Linked DNA regions of Mus musculus: all the other regions are linked to region 1. A link is a contact called in public Hi-C, HiChIP or PLAC-seq and promoter capture Hi-C data. All regions are on one chromosome and are shown on one strand. Each heading gives the region's core, a stretch centred on a gene start, on an enhancer-like site or on the middle of the called end of the contact. The rest is flanking DNA. Distances are from core to core; before and after follow the strand shown. Region 1 holds the start of Epha4 (Eph receptor A4). Region 2 holds the start of Stk11ip (serine/threonine kinase 11 interacting protein). Region 3 holds the start of Slc4a3 (solute carrier family 4 (anion exchanger), member 3). Region 4 has its middle 49 kb from the start of Slc4a3. Region 5 has its middle 150 kb from the start of Slc4a3. Region 6 has its middle 91 kb from the start of Gm32622. Region 7 has its middle 31 kb from the start of Gm32622.

Region 1 (2,732 bases), core at 111-2,610:
AGGCTGGCTGGCTGGATGGATAGATAGATGGATGTACGGAGTGGGAAGAATCGATGAGACAGATGCACAGCTAATGCGCGCAGGTTGGAACACGAACACAGGCCGGAGCCCACGTTCACACACTGTGCGCACTCGCTTACCCGGCACAAAACGTCCAGGTTCCTGCAGACACCCGCGCCAGGCACACATTTGCCCTCAAACACACACACACACACACACACACACACACACACACACACACACACACACACACGAGAGGAGGGGGAGAGAGACAGACAGAGATAGAGAGACAGGGACACATAAGGACAGAAATAGACACAGAGAGTGTTCCTTTCCCCCTAGGCCCATCACAAACTAAATGGTCACCACCTCTCCCCTCACCTCGGACAGAAAAACAGACAAACAATCCTTCCAGAACGTCGCAATAGACAAACAGAAAACGGCACACGAATGGGTCCCGTCGGTCATGCCTGTCCTTCTAGACTAGTCCAGTACCCCATACTGGAGAGAGAAGCTTACAGTGGGGTATGTTTAATTCGCTGACTGGTCCCCTAGTTTTGCTGGATGAGCTAAGGATCTGGGGTAGGGGAGAGGTAGGCCTGAGATTGCAACCTCCAGGGTGCGCGGCCCGATGGAGAAAAAGGTGTCTGAGGCCCGGTGCTAGAAATCAGGTCACCGGCGCCCGACAAGCGGCGCCACCACCGCTGCGCGCTCCGGAGACCAAGCAGCCGGGTCCCGGGAAGCGCTGCGCTGGGAAAACTTTGCAAAAACCCGGGCTCGCAAGGCTTGGACAAGAGGCCGGGCGCTCTGCGCTCTACGTTTGGGTTTCCCTTCTCGCCTGTGCTGCTGATGTAGAGGACTTTGCTCACACGTTTTTTTGTTTTGTTTTCAAATCCCGGTGTATCCCCTCGGGGCGCCTTGAGCCGGCCCTGCAGGCGGATGCTGATAAACTTTGGCCTTTCGCTACAAACTTGGGCAGAGTGGCAGCTTGCATCGGTCACCCTTCTCAGTTCAGACAGCCTGATCCTCCTCAGTCCCCACTTAAGAGGATCCCCTCTGTTCGGCACTCTTCTCCGGAGTGGGAACGCGAGGCTCATGCCGCGCTCTCCACCCCCCGCCCCCCACCCTAACTGGTTCTGAGCTCCAGAAGACCATTCATCAGTGAATCACCCCCTCCGGGTCCCGGACCGCATAAGGGCTGCCGGGCTCTTACCTTCATTCGCGGGGTATACCCTAGAACCGGTGACAGCGTCGCAAATTCCAAAGAGAAACGAAAAGAGGATGAAATAGAAAATCCCAGCCATGGTTCGCCGGTGCCAACGCTGCTCCTGCCGCTTCTATCCCAGTGGAATAAATGCTTAAGTTAGGAGTGCAGCAGTCTGAAGACATTGCCAAGAGGGTGGGACCGGCCCGTGACGTACACCCGCCAGTCCAGAGCTCGTGACCAATAGCAGTGCAGAACCAGCGCCACGTCCCCACCCCCACGGTGCAGAGCCCACCCCCGAGGTCCCGCCCCCTCCAGCCTCCGCAGGGCTCAAGGTCTCCCGAGGCTGGCTTCCCAGCAGTGATGGGTCTGTGCCCCCACGAGAGGCCCCAGACCTTGTCTCGATCCTTGGGGATCGATCCCTTGGACGGCAGAGGGAACTTCGAGAGACTCCGAAAGGACGGTGGGGAAGGCCAGAAAACGTTGGCATTCCCCGCCCGGCCCCAAGTCCGGAGGTGTGCGAGGGAGAAAAGACTCCTGTTGAGATGAAATAAGTCTGAAGTTGACCTGCACCTTGGCTCTTGCCCCTTGCCGAGGTCGTCGGGTCTCTGTACTGTCCACCCCAGCTAAGGTCGGGCGCTCTCTGCTGCACGCAGCCACCCTCACTGCCAGGTTTTGTGTCTTTATGGCGTTCCTCCGTGGGAAATGCTTTGGGCTGGGGGACTTTCGTAGCTTGATAATTCCTTTCCTTCTTAGTTACCTAGCCAGGGGGACCCAGTCATCTCCCCAGCAGCAGAGCGCGGTCACTTGTCCCCAATCTTCCTAACGTTTGGAAGTGATCCCTGGCCAGGTCCGGGTGTTCACATCGACCGAGCCCACTACGGGACTATGAAGGGAGAAATCACCTCGCGACAGCCCTAGCTACCGGGAACTCACTGTGCTTTCCAGGGAGTGTCCCTGGAACCACTTCTAGCCATTCCTGGACACTTAGGTGTAGAAGGGGAAGGTTGTAAGAATGCGAGCACCTGCTGCACAGAAGGGACAGACAGAGGGTCGCAAGCTGCCTGGAGCAGCTACTGTGGCTCTGAACTCCGAAGTCTCCCCGGTACTGATGGGGACAGTCTCCCAGGGGACCAAAATGAGAGGCTCTACCCGCAGAAACTTGTCCCACAACCCCGCGTTGTTCTGGGTGCCAACCATCGACTTCCCAGGGACGCAGACACCATCCGGTCCTCCGATGCTCAGGCCACCGGGGAAGCCAATTTGAGCGCCAACCGCAGCTCAGCTAGCTACCAAGGGACCCGCCCCAGTTGAAACTGGGTGGCTGGTCCCCAGGCGTTTGAAGGGGTGGGATTCCAAAAGATCCACCTTCCGTGCTCGCCTCAAGCTGCCCCTCCTTTGGCTCCCTCCCGGGCCAGATTTTCCTCCTCCAAGTCTGGGTCTCAGCCTGAGTGGAGTTTGAGTGGAGGCACTTTGCAAACAGCAGGGGCAGAGTATCTACGTGAACCAACCGCGCCACCTGCCGGCC
Region 2 (2,732 bases), core at 104-2,603, 2.0 Mb before region 1:
GACTGACAGTTGCTATGTAATGGATTATCAATTGCACAAAATGTCCCAGATCCATGAGACGGTATATAGGAAGTTTGTTCAGGCTAGAGAAGCCTTCCACCACCTCTAAAACTGACTGACTCCAACTCTACTCTTTAGATTTTTCATTAAAAGCAAACACTTGCATGTATGAATGTTTTGCCTGAATGCCTCTACACCATGCATGTGCTGTGCCCATGGAGATGAGAAGAGATTGTACAACCACCTGGAACTGGAGTTACAGATGGCTGTGGGCCGCCATGTGGGTACTGGGACTTGAACCCATGTCCTCTGGAAGCCTAGCCAGTGCTCTAATTCACTGAGCCATCTCTTCAGTCCTACACTTCATGTTTAACTTTCTTGTGTTAGAAAGGATTGTTTCATAAAAGACATTCCCCTCCCAAGCCTAGCTAGTCACTCCATCCTAAGAAATGTTTTCATAATGTAGACCAGAAGTTGATGTCAACTGCCAGACCAAGAGCCAGGGTAAAAACTACAGTGGTGCTGGGTGGTGGTGGCGGCGCACGCCTTTAATCCCAGCACTTGGGAGGCAGAGGCAGCCTGGTTTACAGAGTTTCAGGGCAGCCAGGGCTACACAGAGAAACCCTATCTTGAAAAAAAAAAAAAAAGCTACAGTGCCAATTTGGAAGTAGAAAACTCAACAGTCTTGCTTTTGTTAATTATTGATATATTTTATTTTCAAATTTAGGAAAACCACTTTTAGTTAGGTGTACTGAGCTGTAAATACAGTTAAAAACAAAACAAAACAAATACAGGTTCAGGTCATTACCAGTGACTAATTTTTGTTTTTGAGATAGGATCCCACTATGCAGCCCTGGCTAGCCTGGAACTCACTATTTAGAGCTGGCTGGTCTTGAACTCACTGAGACCCTCCTGCCTCTGCTTCCAGAGCTCTGAAATCAGAGACCAGGGACCAATTTGAGAGTGTGCTAAACCCTAAGGAAAAATAAGTCTAGAGACTGAGGACTATGACAGCAAAGGGGGTTTGAGAGTGGCATCCCTGCCAGCCTTAGCCCTTCTGGCTGATATAAAAGAACTTCGCAAGGACAGGACAGCTATGTAACTGGAAGATCAGTATTTGTTTTGGATGAGTTCTTTTCCTTCTAATACAAGATCCCATTTCTCCAAGCTCTGCTTCCCCGCCCAGTCTGCAAACAAGAGTCAGGTTTCTCTCTCTGCCGAAGGGGCCACCCAGAGCCGAGCTAGACCTGGGGCCCCGTTAGGGGCTTAATCCCGGCTAGTTCCGTCCTACTGACACATCGGCTCGCCCAGGGCGTGGCTTCCGGTAGCGAAGGCATGCTTTCCGGTAGGTCCTTTGCCTTCCGGGGCGGGACTTCCTGCCCTAAAAGAGCCCGGCTGCCAAAGTGATTGGAGTGCGAATTACGCGGGCCCATGGGCTCCCGAGGCCCAATGCTTTTTGGAAAAGGGGTCAGAGAGATCGTTCTTTTTAGCTGATGCTTACTTTTTACATTGCGCGACGCCTCCATTTGCACGAAAGCTCTGGGCTTTTGTTGCCCACCTGAGGCTCTTCCGCTTCCCCTTTCCCCAGGCTCCGCCCCCAGCGTCCCGTGGCTATGACGACCGCTCCGCGGGATTCAGTAGTGTGGAAGCTGGCGGGACTTTTGCGGGAGTCGGGTGAGTGGACTTCTGGCTTATTTGGTTGGGAGTTCTAGGTGTGTTCGATACTGTCCAGAAACGCCGGGAATCACCGAGTCATTGCCGGCGGGGTCACGAGGTGCCGGCGTCTTCTGGGTGTGTTCCTTGTGACGCGTTGTTTACAGTCATGCCTTTGACAGTCTAAACTCTATCCATCTCTCATAGCACTTAACTCTCCAGAGGAAAGGGATCATTAATAGATTAAACACTTGCAGACAAGAACATAATCACTTGTACCGAAAGCCAAGTATAAGCACCTTAGACACCAGAGATTTGGAGACCCACATAGGTTAGTCCCAACCCTCTATCAGACTTGGATAAGTTTTTAGACCCTCAGTATTCTTCTCAGATAGGTTAGCATAGGGATTGTATTGAACGCAAAAGATAGCGGGATTTTAGTTAGCTTATTTAGTGCAGTGCATGCATGCATAATAAGTGTTCAAAAGATAGTGTTACTATAGTTGCTGCCCCAGTGCCTGGGCATGGCAAAGATCACTGTGTTGTTTGGTTTTTGTTTTTTTTTTTGTTTTGTTTTGTTTTTTTGTTTTGTTTTTTTTTTTTTTTTGAGACAGGGTTTCTCTGTGTAGTCCTGGCTGTCCTGGAACTCACTTTGTAGACCAGGCTGGCCTCGAACTCAGAAATCCGCCTGCCTCTGCCTCCCAAGTGCTGGGATTAAAGGCATGTGCCACCACGCCTGGCACTATGTTGTTTGTTATGTGGTTGCCATCATCAGCTAAATGATCACAATCATGATTCTTTGAGAGCTGGGGATATAGTTCAGTAGCAGAGCATATGTTTAGCATGTACAAAACTTTGACTTATAATCCCTAGCATCCTCCCCACACACACAGAAAGGAGAGATTCTTCTTTGAGCCCCGGCTTTCCTATCTGTAAGGTGGGGTTAATGGATGTCTTTAGGAGATAAGGATGAGATCTAGATGAAGCAGCTGTCATTTGGAATGTGTGACCTCGATGGCATTAGTGCTCCATATCTATATACTCCCACCATGGCATCCTTGGAGTCTCTTGATGGCAGT
Region 3 (2,732 bases), core at 111-2,610, 2.0 Mb before region 1:
GGATTCTCTGGATTGATATGGATAAACTGGCTTTTTGTTTGTTCCGTTGATAGGGTTTTGTTGTTGTTTTTTGAGACAGGGTTTTAATATGTAGCGCTGGCTGGCTGGAACTCAGTGTGTAGACCAGGTTTTGCCTTGAACCCCTAGAGACTACTCAGCCTTTTTCGTTTGTTTTTGTTTTTCGAGACAGGGTTTCTCTGTGTAGCCCTGGCTGTCCTGGAACTCACTCTGTAGACCAGGCTGGCCTCGAACTCAGAAATCCGCCTGCCTCTGCCTCCAAAGTGTGGATATTAAAGGCGTGTGCCACCACTGCCAGGCTCTCAGCCTTTTAAGCGATGGAATTAAAGCCGGGTACCTCCATGCCCAGCTCTCAGAAGATCCATCTTAGTTGTGGCAGGATCATTTCTCTGGCCTGGGGATCCTGAACTGTTTGAACTGATTGTAGATGGGATGCGACCAGCTGCTTCAAGCAATCCCCAGGGCTCTGTGTGTACACTCTTCCCTTGGGTAGGGCTGAGATCTCGCAGCGCAGGGGTCAGAGCAGCTTCTACTTTGTACATGCTTCTCTCCCCTCCTTCCCACCCCACCTTCTGCTGACCCCCAGTTCTTCTCCCTTTGTTTGTTCTAAGGTGTAGGGGTCTGGCTTAAACGGACTGTCATTCAGGGCTTTTATGAGCATGGGTTATTCTAGATGCCCAGTTTCAGAGACTCAGAGAACACTGGGGGTGGGGGGTGGGGGTGTCCAGGTGCCCTTTGCGAACATCTCTCTGACCTTGGAAAGTGAGATAGGTCCTCCACGGTTGGAGGAGCAGGGGCGGGATTCGGGTGGAGGAACAGTGAGAGCTTAGCCACAGGATTTTAGAGTGGTTGGCCCAATTGGAATGCCCCTGTTTCAGCTGCCTCTGGCTACTGATGGGTAGATAATGTGCCAAGGTCAAATGGTGGGTGGCGCCCAGCGCCAGAAGCCAGCCTTTGAAGGGCATCAGTTGAGCTGAGGCTGGAGGTGTTGAGGGCAATGGCTTTCAGGGGTCTCTGATCTCGTGTCCAAGCTGGAGAGGCTTGTATGTGCGAAGAGGGTCTCCTCCAGGGCTCCTGAGGGAAAGGGAGGGGTGGCTAAAAGCAAGGTGGAGGAGTGTGTTTGAGGGATTGTGGGAATTTAGGGCCGTGCACCCGCCCCTCCTCCCCCCCCCCCGCAATGCGTGGGGCGCCTGGAGAGGGGTCTTGCGGGCAGGTGGGATCCTGCGGGGACCCGAGCGCGGGGCCCACGCTGGCCTGGTCGGGGTAAGTCAGGGATCGTCCACTCCCATTGTGCGGCCGGGCGGCGGCGGGCTGGCACAGCCGAGCGCTAGGAGGTGGAGCCGTGGACTGCAGGCTCCGGCGCCTGCGTCCGCCTGGCCGGGCTCTGCGCGGCGAGAGGCCGGACGGGAACCCGGCAGCCGCGCCCCGGAGCTTGCGGGGAGGGACATGGGGCGCGGCGGCTCTCCCAAGCCCCGCAGGTTCCGGAGCCCGGAGGTACTTAAGGGCAAGGCGTGGGCGCCGGGCCGGGTAGGGACAGCGGACTAACATGGACCGGGTTGGGCCTCGGAAGGGAGAGCGGGCTGGGCACCGGGATGGAGCACCCCGGAGGGGGCCCACCAGCGCAATTTCTGACCCCGCCCTCCTTCCTCAAGGCTCCCCAAGAGGTCTCTGCAGCGCCCCCTTCTTCTCACCCAGGGTTTGGGTCCCATAGTGATTGAGAGACTCCTAAGTCTTCAGTCTTCAGCCCTGCCATGGCTAATGGGGTGATCCCGCCGCCCGGGGGCGCCTCCCCCCTACCCCAGGTGACTGATGCGTGGGGGTGGGGTGGGGGAGGAGGGGCAGGATGGGCGGGGTGTCCTCTGGATGACCCTGGGACCACCAGATCCAGATGTAGAGCTGTATTGGTAGTGTAGAGGAATAGGGGGTCTTCGGTATTTCATGCACTTGTGGCTGGTGCTCCCACAACCTGGGGGGAAGCCCTCAGAGGGTGTTTTGGGGATGTTGATGCAGGCAAGGGTGAAGGTGTTGGGAAGGCCCTTGAAGTATGGAGTTGGGGTTGGGTGGGGAGTGTTCATGAACTAGGGGTCCTTAGGAGAGGCTATCTGGCCTGCAGGTCCGGGTGCCCTTGGAGGAGCCCCCTCTGGGTCCAGATGTAGAAGAGGAAGATGATGACTTGGGCAAGACCTTGGCTGTGAGCAGGTTTGGGGACCTCATCAGCAAGACCCCGGCCTGGGACCCCGAGAAGCCTAGCCGCAGCTACAGCGAGCGGGACTTTGAGTGTGGGTAGCCTGGGGACCCCTAGCACCCCAGCCTTCACCACCATCACCTTCATCGCCACCATTACTGCGCTCACCTCCGGCTTGATCACTCAGTGTCATCCTGTGCTGGACGCTGTGCTGGGCCACCATGCCATGTTAAGTCATCCTGCCTCTCATACCATCATCACCTTGTTCACCTGTCAGGGGAGATGTAGGGGAGATGCGCCTGAGGTCTCTCTCAGTGACCTTCATCGTGCACTGGGTCCCACTCACCCTCTGCCCCACTGTGTTTCCTGATGTGTCTTCCCTCAGCTTCTCTCTTTCTTCGGTACCACATCTCCCGACTCCCCTTTGCGACTTTCTCTCTATGTCACTCTTGTCCCCACTCCACCTGGCCTCACCAATGACAGGAGCAGGGATGCATAGTTGGGAGGGGTGTCCTGGCTCTAGAAGAAA
Region 4 (2,732 bases), core at 101-2,600, 1.9 Mb before region 1:
CAACCACATCAACTCTGGATGCCCAGGAGAAGTGGGTGCTTGGTGGCCCTTGTCTGCTTTCCCACAGCAGGCTACCAAAGCTGGGAACTGTGTGACACCTTCAGGGACAAGGTAGCGGGTGGCAAAGGAAGAGACATCTGCATTTAAATCACTTTTACTTTTTATTGAGAACCTCTCTCATGTGAGAAAAGCTCACACAGTCACTTTCCACGGTCGCTGCTTTGCCATCATTTTCAACACTCCGAGGACAAGATGAGATTAGATGGAGGGACGGGGCCGCGCTAAGATGAGCATCAAGGACTGGATTTAAATCCAATTCTCCAGGCGAGCTTCTTATTACAGGACTTGAGGCAAGAGCCTCTGTGGCCTAATCCAAGGTTTCTCTAACAGCTGGGTCACTGGCAATGTCACTGCTGCTTTTATTCTGGGGATATCAAGGGGATAGTAAGAGAGCTTGCTCAAACTAATTCTGAATTCCCACAATCGCTTGCCTCCGAGGCGCCCAATAGACACTCCTGCCAGCGAGCCTTCCCTGGTCACCTGAGACCTGAAATAAAAATGGTTTAACCCTTCGTGATGGTTAGACAGGGCATGTACCCGGATCTTTCCACTCCATCAGAGTGAATTTCAAATGGAAGATCTCAGGGATCAAAAGAAAGGCACAGGTTTAATTATCTCGCAGCGGCCACACCCACTCAGCCTGCCTAGTGTGTCCCCGCCTGGTCGGGAGAGCGAGGCACATCGACTGGGTACATAGCACACGGAGAGGAGACAGGGGTGGGGGTGGAGTTGGTTTGGTGAGCTGCTGTGACCAAGGCCTTGGGGGATCAGGGAGGGCAATGATTCCTAAGCTGACCTGAGAGCCATTGTCATTCACATTTGCTGTGGCTATTGCAAGGTAGTAATGGCTAAGTGATGTTGTTTATCTTTTTTATTTTTGTACTGCTGGGCATGAACCAAGGGCCTCACATAGGGCGGGCAAACACTTTACCTCCGGATTGCATCCTTAGTCTAGAGATGCCATTTAAACTAAAGTCACGACTTCTAAATAGAACTCTGGGGCCAGTGAGATGGCTCAGGAGGTAAGTAAAGAAGCTTGCTGCCAAGCCTCGCAGCTAGAGTTCCATGCCTGGGTCCCGGAAGGTGTGAGGAGAGAACCAATTTCTGCAAGCTGTTATCTGACACTAACATGTGTTGTGTACCGTGATATCCCCATGCCCACCACACAATTTAAAAAAAAAAACAAACAAACAAGAAAAAAAAGAAAATCATTTTTATTTTATCAGTGTCTGTGTATGTGAGTCTGATCCCCTGGAGGCGGAGTTACAGGCATCTTCGAGCTTCCTGATACAGGCGCTGGGAACCACCCTCAGGTCCTTGCCAAGGGCAGTGTGTGCTCTCAACTGCTGTGTCATCTCTTTAGCCCTAATTTTTTTTTTTAAAGCAGAACTCTGCTCATGGGTTTTAGGAAAACTTCTGTTGCCCTGATAAAAGAGGAGAAGCAGCTGGCTCTGCACTCCTTTCCTCTACCCGGAAAGAAAATGCGATGCCGGCGGGTGTGGCAGCCATATTGCAACCGTGAGGCCGGAGAGCAGGATCAAGGGAGGCATCTGCTGGGAGTGTAGATGTTTCTGCTCACAGCATCTTGAACTGTGACCAACTGCCTGCACTGGGTGAGGTGAACGATGTTCACAACAAGAAGCATAAAGTGGATGTGATCCTGATAGGTTGGTGACAAGGGACAAAAGCAGCTTAGGGCCCATGGCCAGCCATTCCTCAAGGCTTAAGAGAGCTGTGGAGTCCCTCACTTGTAGCACAGCCTGGGACCCCAGCAGTCACCCTGCCCTGGGCTCATACTCCTGGGACTTCTGGTGTTCAATGGGCAAAGTGCCAAGGGTATCCGTCTTCTGGACAAATATGAGAGGCCAGCCTGCCAGGGATGCTCCTTTCTAACTAAAGGAGTCACATTTCTGAGCAGAGATGGGAGCAAGGCTCCAGGTTGTTTCTGGCGGGTGCCCTGCCTCCACATTACACCCCAAAACATTCTACAGTTATTTTGAGAATTACATGTGCAAAGGGGAGGTGGGGAGAGACTGGGTCAGTTAAGGCTATCTGGGGACTGTCCAGCACAGACGTGCCTTTGACAAAGACTACTGAAAAGACACCATGAACGTCATCGTTGCGCCTCCAATGATAGCCGGAAGCTGCCTGCCTTGGGATTTCTGATCATGGAGAAAAAGAAACACCTATTTACCTAAGTGACCACAGGTTACTGGTTTTTTTTTTCCCCCTGTACCTTGCATTTCAATGCTGTCCTTATGGAAACAAGGCACATTTCTACATGTCCTGGGGGAGATGGGTGCTCCAGGGGAGGGGTCTGGGGAAGTGTCTTGTGCTCAGGGGTAGGGTGAGAGGGTGGAGGTATGGCATTTACACTGGGACATGGAGAGATCCGAATTATGTAGGGGGGGGGGCGGAGAAGGGGAAGGGAGCTTCCCAGGTGATGTAAGGTGACTGACCGTGTGAGTCAAGGGGAGGCAAGGGACGGGTGAGCCGCTTTCTGGTTTAAGTGACTCCAGACACTCAGGGTTTCTCGTTGTCTTGAGTGTGTGCACAGGCTAGGATTTTAACCACCCCCCGCCACTCCCAGTCTTAATTTGGAAATGGGTTTAAAGTCCCATTTTTGGGATTCCCCACATATGACCTATGGAGCTATTTGTATGCTGCTGTTT
Region 5 (2,732 bases), core at 92-2,591, 1.8 Mb before region 1:
AAAACTGCTCTGTCTTAAAAAATGAAAGAACTGTCACATGCATCCACGTGAAATAAACCAGACACAGGAAGACAAATACCACATGTTCTCACTTGTATGTGGAATCTAAAACAGTTAAACTCAGAGGAGCAGGGAGCAGGGGGTGTGGGACGGGAGGCGGGAAGGAGAGAGCTGACAGTCAAAGGCTGGGAATAAGTTTTATTTTGAGTTGGATTCCACAGATGGGCAAATACAGTTAGCTAGATCATTGCACCTTTCAGTACTGCTAGTTGAGTAAATTTCAACCGTTGCTTATCACAAACTGTAATAAGCACTTGAAGTGGTGGATACTTAATTATCAATTTAATTATCCCACATTGTATTCCTATATTGTGACACTTTATGTCCCATAAATATATATAATTATAATTTGTCATTCTATAATAAAAATAAAAAATCGGAGGTAGAGACACCTGGGGAACTGAGGCAGGAGGGTTGTAAGTTTAATGTTCACTTGGCTGACATACAAGACCCTATCTCAAAAGTATATTTATAAGCATACACACACACATGCACCCCACACACACACACACAAGTACACGCACGAGCCATGGTGGTGGTGGGTGGGGATGAAGGCTTTGGCAGTGATGCTGGGTGAGAAACCAGAAGCCCCGCACCTGGTCTGACTCACCAGAACACTGCCAGAGAATAATTCACAGCATTATTCTATGCTACAGTTGTTCCATCTGGATAATGGGAACATGTGGACCTGTCATGTCCTTCCCCCAACTCCCAGTGTTGTCACAGTGGGCACATGTCCCCAGAGGCATTTTGAAAGCCCTTGTGTGCTGTGCACAAGTGAAGCTTAGTTTTCAAATCCACAGACTCTGCAGGCTAGAGCAATGCCCCCTTTCTGGTAATTATTCAGTAATTATTCACATAAGAAGGATTTCATTGTTATGCTTCATGTATTTGTCTCAGCTGATGGCCTTTTAATAGTGGCATTGAGTTTGTGTACAGAAAGGTTATTCATTTTAAGATTTCTGGGCCTTAATTGTTATTTGTTTTGCTTGGTTTCAGCGTGCTATAAATTAGTGATATCGACAGAGCATATTTGTCTTGGCACCGTGGTGCATTGTCTGTGGCGAGCACTGTTTGGCCTGGCACCGGCCTGGATTTCCCCATCTGTTTCTGATGTTTACATTGTTAAAGATCCGATAGACACACAGGACATGGTCACATGCAGAGAGGGAACTTTTTTCCACTCCAGTGCATCAAACAAGGTCTGGGCCTGTAATAAGCACAGCCCTAAATTACACTTGAGCTTGCTAGTGGCCGGACCTAAGCCCAGCCCCAGCCATGAGACTGATTGCTCAGCCCTGGGGATATTCACTCTCAGGAACGCTTCTGGCTGGCCCCACAGCTCAGTCTCCACAAACTCGCTTTGTTTTTTTTTTTTTTTTTGCCTTGTGTTTGCCAAGGGGGAACGGCACAGAGAGCATGCCAAGAGGCTTTCCAGACATCTGAGGACAGTGACAAGGTGTGGCGTGAATCCCCAAGGAATCTTGGGGTTATGTCCTTGCGTGCAGGGACCTGTGAGGGGCAGTGTTTTCTGTCAGCTCTGCTTCTGTAAGCCCTAGCTTTCTTGGGATGCCGAGGGAAAAGATGTTTCTGCAGATGGCTTGGTTCTAACTCCCAAGCAACTCCTGTCATGTAGTCATCCCAAGTCTGTTAAAGTGAGTGTCCACATCACCTTCTAAGAAGGAGATCTGGAATTTCTATCATCACACCTGAGGCCATTGAGGCAGGAGGAGGAGGTAGGTATGGCTTGGGCCTGGAAGGGCATTTGGAGCCTTAGCAAGTTCTGACCAGTGAGAGTGTCTTGAAAACACAGTGCATGGTACCTGAGTTGTCCTCTGGTTCCCAGTTGCATGTGTGTACCTGATCCATGCACCCTCCCTGACAGGCCCCACACATGCATCACCCTTATCCATCCCCTTGCAAAATGGAGCCATATTTGTAGTGCTAGCTTCCTGTCTGGGCGACAGGATAGCCAATTGTGTGGAATGATAGACTGCTGCTATCATACAAGTGTCTTTTTGGTGCCCACAGAAAAATGTTTCAACCCTATTCCAGGCCAGTTGACTTTCTTAAACCCTTCCTCTCTCCAACTGATTCTCCATATTGCAGTTAAGACAAGCTTCCTAGAACGTTTGTGGAAGGCTGACGTATATAAGAGATTCATTAGGGGTTTTGTTCTTGCTGGGGTTTCTCTAAAACTCCAACCCCATGTGCGTATTCGAAGAAATAGCTGGAATTTTTAGGTGAGGGTCCAGTGAATCTCTCAACCCCCTTCTTCTATGAGGGAATGTCAGAAATCAACAGATATAGCTTGGATGGAGGTTAGCTGAGTGGGAATGCTATCTCTGTAGTGATGGGAAACCACCATCTGAACTGAGTGGACACCGTCTGGTGCTTTGGTATCGCTGAGTCTGCCTGTAACCCATGCTCTTGTGAGTAAGACTGACTGGTTTCCCAAGGTGAAATTCATCTGAAGGAGACTATGGCTTGCCACCTAGGCCTTATGAGGAGGTTGTGGACATTGTTTACGTTTTCCCAGGGAGGGAATTCAGACAACACTGCTTCTCACCTTGTCTTCTACCATTGCCAACACCCTTGGTCCACTTGTTCTTTATTCTCTCTCCTGTGAGAATTCTCACTCCATATTGAAGCTATAGTGATCTTGAATTCAA
Region 6 (2,732 bases), core at 91-2,590, 1.7 Mb before region 1:
AAGTCATGTCTCCTCATTTTCCCTTTAAAAGGAGATAGCAGTTTTCAGAACCTTTGGACCCAACCACCTCAATTAACCGGCAAGGACTTCTTCCTGGCTGGGCCAGTTCTCAGAAGCCTATCATTTTATTCATCTTCCCTTGGTCCCTAAGAGGGCTTGAACTGTGGGATTTTCTGAGTCTGCGAAGGCCTCACAGTTTCTGTCTAAATTGTTTTATCTTATTGGACTGCTAAGAGGAACAACAACAAAACAAAAACCCAAATCCACAACAACCCAGAGCCCTTCCTTATTCTTCCCAGGCTCCATGAGCATACGCAGAGGATTCTGGGAAAGGTGGAACCTGAAAACCCTCCAGACATGCTTTTTTGGAAGACGCTTTAGAAACGGAGCTTAGAAGGGGGTTTTGTCGAGCCCTGATCATGCCAGCAGATTCTCTTTCGGTAATTAAAGACGGAAACCGACCTCCCAAGAACTGCAGTTAGCAGCTGTATCGGGTCAGAGGACCCCAGGAAGGGATCGGGGTTGTTTATTCATCTACTAGCATCTCTTTCCCAATAAAACCCCAGTGTTCTGTCTTAAGCATGTCACCCTACCACGAAAGCCAGGTCTGTTGGTTATTTATTTATGTAAGATGCTCAGCCTGTTTGGAAATTAAACACTTTCTTAGATTTCATCTCCTCAGGCCGATGGCAGACCCTCTGGGGGTGATCCTAAGAGGGATACAATGATAAAAGCCTTCACTGGGTAGCGCAATGGGAAAAAGCCAGGATGAATTAGCTTGCTGTGACATGGCTAACATCATCACATTTATATATGTTTCATTAAGCAGGGGCTTGACAGCTTTATGAGGAAACAGTGGGGTTTGCAATGGAGGAAGGCCCTGTAACCCTGCCAAAGCTGATCCCGGCCTGTGCCATGCGTGCTCTTTAATAGAATAATATTTGTGCAGTGAAAATGTCATTTTAAATGACTGGTTTGATAATCCCTTAAGCTTTTAAATGATCTGCAAAGTCTGGAAATTCTACTCCAGTGTTTAAAATTGACGGGAACATTAATGAACGCAAACATTAAAGGATGGTGCCCAGCTTTGTTTCCCGAGACAGACATCCATGGCGGGAGTCTTTTCCTTTTGTCTCCTTGCACCCTGACATTGAAGCAGCTGTAGCGAGTCTTCACTGCAGGAAGGTTTTGCAGGAAGGAGAGCTCAGCCCAGGATGGGGCCAAGAGTTCCTGTGGGTTGCTAGCTTGAAGTTCCTTCATGCAGAGTAGGGAAAGCATCAGCTCTGGGAGGATTGGTGGTGGAAGGGAAGCCGCTCAGTGCAGAGCAATTAGCAGAGGGCATGCCTCTCTCCAGCTGCTGCCTCCTGAGTGGGTCCCACCCGGTGAGCAACGAGGAGGGAGGAGTTAGGCTCTCACTGGGGCCCACAGACCCTCCACTCACACTCTGCATCCCTGGCAGATAAAAAGCTTTCCCTTTTCCCCAGGTGTGCGAAACTGAGAGAGCCTTCTTTCTCTCAGGAACTCCCCGCTTCTTTCAGCACCTCTCAATAGTCGAGAAGAGCTGGCATAGAGATTGTCTTCTCATGAATTGTACAGCATAATACAAGGGTTGCCCAGGGACATACCTAGACCCTTGCCCTTTTGTACAAATAAAGTTTTATTGGAACACAATTATGCCCATTGGTTTACTGTCTGTGGCTGGTTTTTAGAGGTAGTGTTGGAGCTGAATTGTAAGAGATACCAGACGATAGGGCTCAGATGTACCATTTGCCATCTGTTTTGTTTTGTTTTGTTTTGTTTTGTTTTGTTTTTTTACAGTCTGAAGACCCCTGCCTCAGGACATGGATGAAAAAGAGGTAGAATCCTTGTCTTGGGTTTAGGTCTGCTAGCTCCTCTGAGTCTCTGGGCAAGTCACTTATACCTCCGTGCTTTGGTAAAATTAGGGTCACATTTCTGACTTGTCCATTCCATGCCAATGCTGAGAGGCCTGAATGGCTAACCGTAAGGAAATGTGGTACACTTGAGTTATGCTACATCAGAGGCTGGCTGTCATGTGGCCATGGAACCTAGCCAGAGTTTCTTGATTTCCTTAGGGCTGTCTCATCATCTGTGAAACAGGCCTCAGATCATAGGATCAGTGCTTCTGGAATGTTAATGTGTACATCAGTTCCAGGCGGGAAAGGGATTGGCTTGGCAGGGTTGGGGAAGCTGGGAAGGGTGTTGGTGTGTGTGTGTGTGTGTGTGTGTGTGTTCTGATGTTGGAGAGTTCAAGGTTGGGGGCTGCAGTTCTGCATTCAAATGTTCTTCTTTCACATTTAGTTACTTATTTGCATGGCACATAAGTCATGACATATGTGACGATGGCAGAGCACAACTCATGTGAGTTTGGTTTTCTCTGTCTACCACATGGGTCCCAGGGGTCAAACTCTTGTCATAGCTGTTGACAAAGACCTTGACCCACTGAGCCATCTTGCCACACCCAAGTCTGCATTCTTAAGAGGTCTTTTGAGATGGTGATAATCCTGCATTAGCTTACTGGTCAAGGGTCTCTAGGGAGACCATACTCAATAGGATGCAGGAGAAAGAGGTTTCCTCAAGGCATTGGTTTTCTCACTTGAGGAGGCTGCCAGTCTCACCCTCTGTAGGATGCCCAACAGTGTGGATACCCAGTTTCCATTTAAATCCAAAGTTAACTGTTATAGGTTTCCCCTCCTCTCTGCACAAGTCAGCCT
Region 7 (2,732 bases), core at 116-2,615, 1.6 Mb before region 1:
CAAAGAGTACACATGGAAGGACCCATGGCTTCAGCCGCATATGTAGCAGAGGATGGCCTTGTCTGGCATCAAAGGAGGGAGGTGTGGCAGGAGTGGGTGGGTGGGTGGGGGAGCACCCAGTAGAGGCAGGGGGGAAGGGGTGTGAAATGGGGAATTCTCAGAGAGGAAACTGGGGAGGGGGATAACATTTGAAATGTAAATAAACAAAGTAACCAATAAAAAATTTTTAAAAAAGACAAGAAAAACAGGATTATATATCGTTTACTTAAACCTACCATATTTGGTAAGGGAACAGAAAAAAAAAAAAAACCCTCAGATAGGAAGTAGGAAAGCAAGCAAGCCCTTTTCTTGTTCTCTATGATTAACAGAGGAACAACAAAGTCATTGTCAGTGCCACTGGTACGCAGAAGGGCTTTCTGCTGGTCATGGCAGGGGTTTGAAGAATTCTCTGAACAGGAGTTGGTGCTGTGTGGAAGATTTACTGTTTCATTTTAGGATTTAATTATGCAATATGGTAACATGTTAACTCAAGAGATCTGAGTGGGTGAAACCAATTTCGAGCAAAGGGAGAAATGGTTAGAAGAGATGGGACTTATGCTGCGGCCTAGAGCATCTGAGAACACGGGGAGATGCTGCGGCCTAGAGCATCTCAGAACATGACGAGATGCTTTGCTTATGGACTCAATTGAGGAGATGTCCTACCTATGAGCCAAGGCAGAGGGTCTAGTGAGGCTTGCCTTTATAATATATTATTCGAACTGGAGAGGTGGCTCAGCAGTTGACAGTGGCTACTGCTCTTGTAGAGGACCAATGTTTAGTTTCTATCTAATGTCCTTTTCTGGCCTCCACTCTTGTGCATATTCCTTATAAAGACAGACAGACAGACAGACAGACAGACAGACACACACACACTTTTTAAAAATCTAAGAAAAATATTAAGGAGAAATGTGACATTATTAACACAATTTATGCAGATAAATATCACAGCCCAATTGTGACATGCTCCTTTATTTCTGAATTGCGAATGTAAGTATGAACACAGCGAGCTCACGCCTTGGGCTTTCTTTACCCATGAGTCTGCTGTGTGGTTATAGCAGCAACAGGAACTGTGAGTCCAGCTCCAGCTCACTGGGCTGCTGTGGGGTGTTCACACCATTTCCATGAGCCACCCTTCCTTAAATGTAGGAGAAGGATGTCGCCTCAGAGGCTCCCTCTGGCTCGCTGTCTGGCCCCTTGTTAATGTGCTTTGCAACACAGGCAGCTTTTTTGTGAGGTGGGAAGATTTGCTTTCATGTGGTCAGTCCATCCTAACTAGCCCACAGGCAGCGGGGATCTGGAGCTGTCCTATTCTCTGCGGTACCCTAATGAGCAATAGCAAATTGGGACTGTTGAATCTTTCAGGCAAGTCTTCTTCCCCGGTGATATGTCCTGAGATTGCACATTACAGAAAGAAAGATGTGTTTTCATGGACTCCATGCTATAAAATATTTATGCCCTGCCTTTGGTTATATAAAGTCTTTTGCTGTGTAGGTCATCTTCTCAGCAAAATGATCCAGTATGCACACAGCCTCTTAAAGTCCCTGTGGATCTTCAGGGCAGGCGAACAGACAGCCCTACAGAACGAGACCCTGTCAGGGTTGATGTCTGAATAGCAATGGATCATGCATGACTTAACCCTAAAAGAAGATTTGGCATGAATAGAATTTCTAAGATATATAATTAACTCTTTTATATTAATGAGAAATATAGCCTCCAACCCTGGGAGCTGTCTCAGGATACAGTCTAACGAATTTTAACTCTTTCCTCTCTCTGCTGTTCAAAGCTGTCAAGGTGTCTGTTCACTTCCTTTGTTGTGTCTTCCCTCTTCTTTGGGAACAGTTAGTTATCTTGCTTTTTGGGTCCCTATAGTCTTCTTGCCACTCTCCTGGAGCCTGTAGAAATATATAATAAGATCTCTGCCCACAATAGACTGACCATTTAATTAAACAGTAAAGAGACATACTCGAGAGGTAAGTAAAGATAGCAGCGTATAATGAGATCTGTACTGCATGCAGTGTAGCAGAATTCTAACTTAGGTGATGTACATAGTGCAAATGGTTCCAACTACAAAGAAGGATGAATGCAACTGGAAATGCTCAAGAAAGACTCTCTTTGGGCAGGTGAGATATTTGCTGGTCCATTAGGGATGGGCAAGATTTGAGGAAAATAGAGAAGAATTCATTTGCTTCACTGGGTGAAACAGTTTACCAACTCATAGAAGTTATGGAAAACTCTCAGAGCTCTAATGGCTACAATGGAATAAGTTGAGCTGCAGCAACAAACAAACCCAAACATTTGTGGCTTAAATAGGACAACTTATTCTTCACCTGAGCTGCAAATTCATTAGTTCAGGATTCTGTTCCATATTGTCCTCCATCAATGATGCAGACCAGCAAAGCCACCAAGCACTTGGTCTCCATCACTGTGGTGGGGGAAGAGAAGGGAAAAATCCCAAGTTGATTTTTACAGGGTTCAGAGTAGATGTGGCATGTGGTAGATACTTCTTGTATTTAGTGGGCCACAGCAAATGGCATTTGTCTTCTTAACCACAAGGAAAAGTGTGGTGCTCTCCCATGTTCAAGGAACAATAGGAAACAATTGGAATAGCTCTAAAACTGGGGTCTGAATGTGTCCCCCCAAATTTCTGTACAGAAAACCAGCCCCTAGTGGTACCACTAACTGGTGGGGCATTT

The links. Promoter capture Hi-C pulls out the DNA fragments that hold promoters and counts their contacts. A called contact is a pair of places that touch in the nucleus more often than the background predicts. HiChIP or PLAC-seq counts read pairs in DNA pulled down with a chosen protein or histone mark. Capture Hi-C pulls out chosen DNA fragments and counts their contacts.
Region 2: a promoter capture Hi-C map of adipose tissue shows a contact between it and region 1, with 6 times the contacts expected there. The contact joins the promoter of Stk11ip here to the promoter of Epha4 in region 1. A contact is called at or near these places in 1 of 39 promoter capture datasets (hippocampal neurons), 5 of 115 datasets of contacts at active chromatin or transcription factors (embryonic forebrain, embryonic stem cells, extraembryonic endoderm stem cells and 1 more) and 1 of 9 other capture datasets (adipose tissue).
Region 3: a contact with region 1 is called in a promoter capture Hi-C map of embryonic stem cells, with 4 times the contacts expected there. The contact joins the promoter of Slc4a3 here to the promoter of Epha4 in region 1. A contact is called at or near these places in 8 of 39 promoter capture datasets (cranial neural crest, embryonic stem cells, frontonasal cranial neural crest and 4 more), 1 of 484 Hi-C or Micro-C datasets (palatal mesenchyme), 6 of 115 datasets of contacts at active chromatin or transcription factors (astrocytes, embryonic forebrain, embryonic midbrain and 3 more) and 2 of 9 other capture datasets (adipose tissue and liver).
Region 4: a contact with region 1 is called in an H3K27ac HiChIP or PLAC-seq map of embryonic stem cells, with 7 times the contacts expected there. The contact joins the enhancer-like site here to the promoter of Epha4 in region 1. A contact is called at or near these places in 2 of 39 promoter capture datasets (cranial neural crest and hippocampal neurons), 1 of 484 Hi-C or Micro-C datasets (embryonic stem cells), 8 of 115 datasets of contacts at active chromatin or transcription factors (astrocytes, embryonic hindbrain, embryonic midbrain and 4 more) and 1 of 9 other capture datasets (embryonic stem cells).
Region 5: an H3K4me3 HiChIP or PLAC-seq map of embryonic limb bud shows a contact between it and region 1, with 25 times the contacts expected there. The contact joins the enhancer-like site here to the promoter of Epha4 in region 1. A contact is called at or near these places in 4 of 39 promoter capture datasets (the SN4741 cell line, hippocampal neurons, liver and 1 more), 1 of 484 Hi-C or Micro-C datasets (cortical neurons), 11 of 115 datasets of contacts at active chromatin or transcription factors (VIP interneurons, astrocytes, embryonic limb bud and 5 more) and 1 of 9 other capture datasets (embryonic stem cells).
Region 6: a contact with region 1 is called in an H3K4me3 HiChIP or PLAC-seq map of embryonic forebrain, with 12 times the contacts expected there. The contact joins the enhancer-like site here to the promoter of Epha4 in region 1. A contact is called at or near these places in 4 of 39 promoter capture datasets (cranial neural crest, frontonasal cranial neural crest, hippocampal neurons and 1 more), 1 of 484 Hi-C or Micro-C datasets (muscle stem cells), 8 of 115 datasets of contacts at active chromatin or transcription factors (craniofacial prominence, embryonic forebrain, embryonic hindbrain and 4 more) and 2 of 9 other capture datasets (embryonic stem cells and embryonic tail).
Region 7: a contact with region 1 is called in a Hi-C map of embryonic cerebral cortex, with 3 times the contacts expected there. The contact joins the enhancer-like site here to the promoter of Epha4 in region 1. A contact is called at or near these places in 4 of 39 promoter capture datasets (cranial neural crest, hippocampal neurons, liver and 1 more), 5 of 484 Hi-C or Micro-C datasets (adipose-derived mesenchymal stem cells, dorsal root ganglion neurons, embryonic cerebral cortex and 2 more) and 8 of 115 datasets of contacts at active chromatin or transcription factors (craniofacial prominence, differentiating embryonic stem cells, embryonic basal ganglia and 4 more).

What each region holds. Positions count from the first base shown.
Region 1 is chr1:77,513,728-77,516,459 of GRCm38.p6, forward strand. It overlaps Epha4 (Eph receptor A4), which reads right to left and starts at 1,361. Exons shown (of 18, transcript NM_007936.3): 1 at 1,214-1,361. The coding sequence starts at 1,304.
Region 2 is chr1:75,520,176-75,522,907 of GRCm38.p6, forward strand. It overlaps Stk11ip (serine/threonine kinase 11 interacting protein), which reads left to right and starts at 1,354. Exons shown (of 25, transcript NM_027886.3): 1 at 1,354-1,467; 2 at 1,589-1,674. The coding sequence starts at 1,614.
Region 3 is chr1:75,545,102-75,547,833 of GRCm38.p6, forward strand. Slc4a3 (solute carrier family 4 (anion exchanger), member 3) reads left to right here and starts at 1,361. Exons shown (of 23, transcript NM_001357150.1): 1 at 1,361-1,512; 2 at 1,671-1,820; 3 at 2,132-2,297. The coding sequence starts at 1,770.
Region 4 is chr1:75,594,306-75,597,037 of GRCm38.p6, forward strand. No RefSeq gene overlaps it. Among named protein-coding and RNA genes, the nearest start is that of Slc4a3, 49 kb to the left of the region's middle. Within about 2 kb of position 1,351, at least 6 of the 459 cell types and tissues checked have an H3K27ac peak or open chromatin away from gene starts, as enhancers often do. A contact at or near this core is called in embryonic stem cells, where this site is marked.
Region 5 is chr1:75,692,165-75,694,896 of GRCm38.p6, forward strand. No RefSeq gene overlaps it. Among named protein-coding and RNA genes, the nearest start is that of Slc4a3, 150 kb to the left of the region's middle. Within about 2 kb of position 1,342, at least 45 of the 459 cell types and tissues checked have an H3K27ac peak or open chromatin away from gene starts, as enhancers often do. A contact at or near this core is called in cortical neurons, embryonic limb bud and forebrain, where this site is marked.
Region 6 is chr1:75,843,886-75,846,617 of GRCm38.p6, forward strand. No RefSeq gene overlaps it. Among named protein-coding and RNA genes, the nearest start is that of Gm32622, 91 kb to the right of the region's middle. Within about 2 kb of position 1,341, at least 22 of the 459 cell types and tissues checked have an H3K27ac peak or open chromatin away from gene starts, as enhancers often do.
Region 7 is chr1:75,904,651-75,907,382 of GRCm38.p6, forward strand. No RefSeq gene overlaps it. Among named protein-coding and RNA genes, the nearest start is that of Gm32622, 31 kb to the right of the region's middle. Within about 2 kb of position 1,366, at least 4 of the 459 cell types and tissues checked have an H3K27ac peak or open chromatin away from gene starts, as enhancers often do. A contact at or near this core is called in embryonic cerebral cortex, where this site is marked.